Regions from separate parts of the Hordeum vulgare genome. Here region 1 is linked to region 2. Evidence: chromatin contacts called from public Hi-C data. All regions are on one chromosome and are shown on one strand. The core of a region is the stretch at or near the end of the contact, and the rest is flanking DNA. Distances in the headings are between cores, read along the strand shown.

Region 1 (3,472 bases), core at 312-2,811, 590 kb after region 2:
GCTTGAAATGGGTGTATATTTATACATCCGTGTATAATTTACATGTGTAAATTACCGGCTACATACGATTTTCAGTTGCTAGAGAAAACGACGAAGGGAGGTGTGTATATTTTACAGGGGTTTAGCGTTAAGAAACGACAATCCAATCAACGCATAAATCTAAGATAAATATTAAAAGGCACGTATGCGTCTATGGGTCTATCACCTCCGACAAACGTATGAGATCAACACAAATACCCGTTGAAACCCAACGTTCTGGTGAGGATGCCGCTCCGAACCAACAGACTAGCTACAATAGTACCCGTGTCAAATAGTGTGATGGTTGCTACAGTAAACAAGCAGCCGAGCCACCACGCCCCAGGACATGGCCTTGGTAGCCTGGGGCTTGCTATGCCCCTGGAAGAGGCGATGGTGGGCGAGGAAGGTGAGGCGGAGGGGCAGAGGAGATGCTTTTAGTTGCCCAAGCTAGATTTGGCATGGGCGACACAAGCTAAGTATGAAGTCGTCCAAGCAAAGGAGACGACAGAGCACCACGCTACCATGGATTTCATCCATTCGAAGGCGGAGGTGAAGGCAAACCGTTGCTACCTCTGCGAGGCCAATGCATGGATGTACACAATCTTTGCGGGCAATGAAGTTCGACGAGGAGCCGAAGCCGTGTAATGCAGCCATCCGCAAGGTGGTAGATCCGTCTGAAACTGCCGGCACAAAGGTTGTCTACATCTCCGACAATCAATAGAGTAGGCTAGGTTTACCTATGTAGTACTCCCTCCGTCCCAAAAATCTTGTCTTAGATTTGTCTAGGAATGAATGTATCTACATACTAAAATATGACTAGATACATTCATATATAGATAAATTTAAGACAAGAATTTTGGAACGAAGGGGTATATAATATCACATAACTTTTATGTGTTACTCCCTCTATTTTTAAATATAAAAACCTTTTAAAGATTACACTATAGACTACACACAAAATAAAATTGTTGAATCTACATTTTAAAAGATGTCTATATACATCTGTATGTAGTCCATATTATGATTTTTAAAAGGTCTTATATTTAAAACGAAGGGTATACATGGCTTGGTATGAATTTGAGACGAAAGTTTACGGTCATCTTTGTAGACACGTCTGAACGCGTCCGTAGACGCACAAAGAACCGGATTTACTATACGGCAGCTTCCTTGGGTAGTTTCCTTCCTTCCCTCTCCATACCGCGGGCCGCGTGGTATGGGCGTGCCTTTTATTTTGGTGCGTGATTGGTGGTGGACTCGGGTCGGGTAATTGTAATGGGGGTGTGGGCACCGCTGGCTTAGCTTGGACCAGCGGAGACCGGGCAACAGCATGTGCTCATGGCTGGCGCCGCATGCAGCAGGGCTGCACATGCACCCCGGGCGTACCACTCTACTACAGTAGTACCTGACGTACGTTTTTATGTGCGTGCCTTTCTATTTACGGCAGCACCGCTATGACCCAAAAACGTGTGTTCCAGATCTGCCAACCGGGCACCAAGTACTACTGGCCGACGCCGTGCACGCTGCACCACTGTACGTCTCTCCCCTGTAGCCCTGACCTGTACGACTGTGACAGGCCGGGCGGCGCCAGCCATGCATTGCATGCATATCCCTCTACTGTTGCAGCCGGCCGCCATGCTGCATCATGCATCATGGATCTCCTTTAAACTGTGGAGCCACTGCCCATGGCATTGTCTGGTTCCACTCAACCAACCTGGGAGACTAATAATCAGCCAACAAAGCCAGGGGCTACCTCCATCTTGAATCTGTTTCACACAGGACGATGCTGTGCTGATGGGCGCTTCGGAATCTAATTCCCTAACGCCTGTGCAGGAAATTGCCAAGACCGACGATGCGCGCCGGGCTACACCAACTTTGCCCATCAATCCGCCCACTCCACTGCAAATGTAAAGGCCCTCTTTTGGCATCTACGAGCCTGAGATCTTCAACCAAATCCGGCATATATAAAGCCAGATCTTTCCATGGATCACTTTGTGCCAGACCGTCCGCGCATGCAGGCAGCTGCGAAACTTTCAGAAGAAAAAATCGCCATGAAATGATTGATCCCAGCATTGAGACGACCCAAAGCATGGCGTCGGCTCATAGCAAGTCCGCACCCCACATATGGTCATGTCATGTGTGGTGGAGCGTATCCGCTAGTCCAAATCGACCAGCCTCCATGCATGCACACACAAACTTCCTTCCGAATCACGGTCGGGTTATCATTCGTAATCGGAGTAGGGATATGGAGCCTATGGAAAACGTGTGGTGGAGGACTGTTGATCCGACACTTTGAAATCGGTGATCAATAGGACGTGGGATATGGAGCCTATGGAAAACGTACTGCAGTGCTAGGGGTCTACTAGCTAGGGGAGTAGGGGACTGCAGAGATCCAAGCATGCCGACTTGGATCTACTGAATTTTGTCCATGAGCGTCCGGAATCGGAGTTTGTGGACTCATCACTCATGGCTGAAGACGCCACGATCTCCCCATCGAAAGTTTACCGATGATGTAAACCTCAGGCCCGATGAATGAGATACGAGGCATGTGTACGTACCGCCATGGGCATGCCCATTTTACACTTATTTCCTTTGATGTAAGATATTTAGAAAATAAATGCCTGAGGATATTCGAATCCAGTATCTGGGCGCTTAGTACAGGCAATTTCTATTTGATGCTTCAGGCGTCTATTATCTGTATTTTACAAACGGGGAATTTAATCGGCAAAAAACAAGATTGCGCTCGCTGAGAACTGAACCAGCAACCTCTCTCTTGGAAGTTCGATGGTATAAGCACCCCGCCACGGAGCGGGATCTGATAATCTTCTCTTACTCTTTCATCTTTCTTTCTTTTATTTCGTTTTCTCCACTTTTTTTTCCTATCTCTTTTTCTTTTCTTAAATGCGTGGACGTTTTCCAAATCGATGATGTTTTGTTTTTCAAATTTGATGAACTGCTTTTCAAATCAGTGAACTTTTTCCTATTTTAGAGAGAAAAAAATCGATGAACTTTTTCCCAATTTGACAAACCTTTTTTCAAATCCGTTAAACTTTCTTCAATTTCGATTAGTTTTTGTCAAAATCAATGAACTTTTTTTAAATCCCATTAATCTTTTTTCAAATTCGATGAACATTTTTTTAGAATTGATGAACTTTTCCAGTTTTGTGAACTTCTTTCAAGATTTTGATGAATAATTCTTTTTTTTCATGAACTATTTTTAAAATGATGAACTTTTACAAAATCATTGAACTTTTGTTGAATATGGCAACGTTCTTTTTGCATGTTCATGAACGTTTTCCGAAATCTGTGAAGTTTCAACTATTTTTAAAGAAAATCATGTATGGGCGGCTATAACAGTTTTTAGAGTTTTAGCGCTGCATTCAATCACTTGCAATGACATGCCGTAGTGGTTAGCCGAACAGTGTAGGGCACAAGTTTGATTCATTGCAGGAGCAAA
Region 2 (3,504 bases), core at 153-2,652:
TCCTCTTCATCACCCAACTCAAGATCCTCACCTTCATATTGGGTTAGTTCATAATCTTGAGAAGCAAATTCTTAACTTGCTACATTTTTATCAAAGCTACATCATTGACACTACATTAAAGTGATGGAACATAGAACACATCAACGCATGTTTGAATCATTTCATACATCAACAACAAGAAAAAACAATTTTGTACCTTTGGGACATAGTATCAAGCACGTTGTGTGCGATGGCCATGGGCATCAACGACTCTTCAACATCGGCTGACGTCGGCGACGGAGCCCCAGCCGTGACCTTTGACTTCTTTGTTGCGGCCGAAGCTACCTCGTAGGGCGGAGACCTCTTTGCTCCTCCTCCTTGAGACTTGGCGGCGACGGGGGTCTTCTTCGACATGCAACCATTTTTTTCAACGGCTTTCGCCAGTCCGAGGGCAATGAATCCACCACGACGACCGTCGGACGCACACGACATAGCATTGACGCTGACGGGACTGCCTTTGTCGACTATTGAGGGGAGCACGGGAGCGGCAACGAGTGTTTTGGATTGGCAGTGGGGTGAGAGGTGCCGACCATAGCACGTCGCGGCCGACGGACATGCAATTCCCGCAATTTTTTTGCCTTTTGCCTTTTGCTTCCTTTCTATTTTTGTTTTTATTCTTTAAAATATTTCAGAATTTACATTAATTTCAAATTTTGAAATAAATTATAAACTTTGAAAACATTTTTAACAAATCATAAAATGTTCCCGAATTCACAAAATTCCATGATTTTAAAATTTTATCGAGAAATCATAAAACTTTCATATATTCAAAATATTCATGAATTTCCAAAACTCATATTTTTTAAAAATATTCAGGAATTTCAAAAAAATTCTAGAGTTCAAAAAAGTTCATTGATTCAAAAATTTCTTTCATTTCAATCATTGTTTTTTCAAAATATTTTGTTTTGAATTTCAATAATTTGAATCATGTGTACACATTTTTTATAAATTTATATTTTGTTTTGTAATTTTCTTTTCAAAAATTGAAATATGTTCCTGATTTCAAAAAATGTTCACGAGTTTCCAAAAAGTGAATTTCTTTGTAAATGTTTCATGCATTTGATAAATATTTATGATATAATAAAGTCGCAAATTTGTAGAAGATGCTCATGATTTGAAAAATAAACATAGGTGAATTCTAAAAATCTTCTAGATTTCCTAAAATGTTCAGTGTTTCAAAAAGATCAAGATTTAAAACAATTTTAAAACATAAAAAAGTAAAAGAAAAAGGAAATGGTGAGAATACAAGCACGGCTAGCGCTCATGCGCCTGCTAAGGGGCCATGGACCGTTAAGTGATCTGTTGCTCGCTCGCTAGATAAGGAGTGCGGAGCTCCTACATGTCGTTCTCGACGGGACCTCCTATGCGCCGCTCGTTGCGGCAACTGCCGAGCGGACGCACAAGGGGTCGCCCCAACTGGGCGGGCCCAAGCGACCAGCACTTGAAAATTCCAAAAACATTTCAGTAAAAATATCAGAACATTCCTTTAAATTCCGGAATATTTTTTAAAATTCCGGAACATTATTTAGTAACCGGATTTTTTTTCTAATTTTGAAACATTTTTTTAAATTCCTGAACATTTTTTAAATTCTGGAACATTTTTTCAAACTATGGAACATTTTCAAATTTCGGATTTTTTTTCAAAATCCGGAACATTTTTCAACTTTTGGAACTTTCCCCAAATTTCGGAACATTTTGTTTTAAAAAATTCGAAACATTTATTTAAAAATATCATAATTTTCTAAAATTCACGAACATGTTTTCAAATTTCGGGAAATTTCTTAAATTCCGGAACATTCTTTCAAATCTGAAAAATGTTTTCAAATTCTGGAACATTTTTAAAATTCCTGTATATTTTTTGAAATTCTCTGAAACATTTTTCAAATTCCGAAACATTTTTTCAAATTTTGAGACATTTTATAAAATTTCGTAACATTTTTTGTAAATCCAGAACATTTTTAAAACAGAAATAGAAAGGAAAAATAAACAAGAAAGAATAAAAAAAAGAAACAAAAAACGAGCAGGAAACGTCTAGAAGGTTACCAAAACCAGAGGTGTTGGCATGTAAATGAGTGGGCCCATTCAGAAACGATAGCTGAGTGTCCCTGTGCGAAGCCTCGACACGGGACGCAGAGACCGTCAAATAGGAAATTCCGTACTCGGGCGCAGGAAGTCGTGGGCACGAACAGGGGGTTCGCCCCGACTGGGCCGACCTAGCTTTTATTTTTGTCTAAAATACAGATAATTTCCTTTTTTCTTTTTATTTCTTTTCTTTTTTTCCTTTTCTTCTTACTTTCTTATTATCTTTTTTGAAAATCAAAACGAACAAACATTGATTTTCTCAACCTTTTTTTGAAAACATAAACGTTTTCTCAAAACAAATTTGAAAACACGAACAATTTTCTTTAAAAAAAATGAATCTTAGGAACAAATTTTAAAACAAAGAATAATTTAAAAAAACCGTGAACAAGTTTTGGACCGGAAACAAAAATTTCAAACATGAATATTTTTTAAATCTTAGGAACAACATTTTGAAACACGGAACAATCTTGAAGACTGTAAAAATTTGGAAGCGTGAACAATTTATTTAAAGCACGAACATTTTTGAAATAATGAGAAAAAAAATTTAAACAAAGAAAAATTTAAAAATGTTGAACAAATTTGTGACCGGGAACAAATTTTTGAAGCATGAATTTTTTTTGAATATTAAGATTATATTTTGAAACAGAGAATACTTTCGAAAACCCAAAATAAATTTGGAAGCATGAATAATTTTCTTAAAGCACGAACATTTTTTGAATCCTCAGAACAAAATTTTAAATTGAGAATAATTTTGAATAAACCTGAATAAATTTATAAACGGTAACTATTTTCGAAAATTCGAACATTTTCTGAATTTTGAGAACAAAATTGGAAAAACAAGAACATTTTTTGAAAAATATTTAGAAAAATCTACACCATTGTTCCAAAATCCATAACATTTTGTTCAAAAGCAAAAGTACAATTTTCTAATTGGAAGAACAATTTTTGAAAATCCTGAACCATTTTTGCAAACCCATAATATTTTACTGGAAAAAGCAAAAACATTTTCCAAATTTGAAGAACATTTTTTGAAAACCCAGGACATTTTTCTAAAAAATAAATATATTTTGTGAATTTAAAGAACAGTTTTTGAAAATTCGGAACATTTTTTGAAAATCCAATTTTTTTTTGAAACATAAACATAAAAAAAAATATATATAAGAATAAATAAGAAAACGAAAAAAATAAAAATCGGTTCAGGGAACCTTCTAATTGGAAAAAACTGACTGAAAAAGTCTAGAAGGTTCCCAAAATCAGGATTTATGGAACGCGCTAAACTGGTCGGCCCAGTACGTCCATCGCTCGCGCCATCCTTTACGAAGCATCGACAATTGGACCCATTGACCGACATATAGGATCTTCCTAAGGATTGTGTTTCCTCGC

What was found. A called contact is a pair of places that touch in the nucleus more often than the background predicts.
Region 1: a Hi-C map of seedling shows a contact between it and region 2, with 2.9 times the contacts expected there. The contact joins two enhancer-like sites. A contact is called at or near these places in 2 of 6 Hi-C or Micro-C datasets (leaf and seedling).

Annotation. Positions count from the first base shown.
Region 1 is chr2H:547,632,075-547,635,546 of MorexV3_pseudomolecules_assembly, forward strand. It overlaps the pseudogene LOC123428618. Among protein-coding and RNA genes, the nearest start is that of LOC123427161, 100 kb to the left of the region's middle. Within about 2 kb of position 1,562, at least 3 of the 3 cell types and tissues checked have open chromatin away from gene starts, as enhancers often do. A contact at or near this core is called in leaf and seedling, where this site is marked.
Region 2 is chr2H:547,045,604-547,049,107 of MorexV3_pseudomolecules_assembly, forward strand. No RefSeq gene overlaps it. Among protein-coding and RNA genes, the nearest start is that of LOC123427151, 55 kb to the right of the region's middle. Within about 2 kb of position 1,403, at least 2 of the 3 cell types and tissues checked have open chromatin away from gene starts, as enhancers often do. A contact at or near this core is called in leaf and seedling, where this site is marked.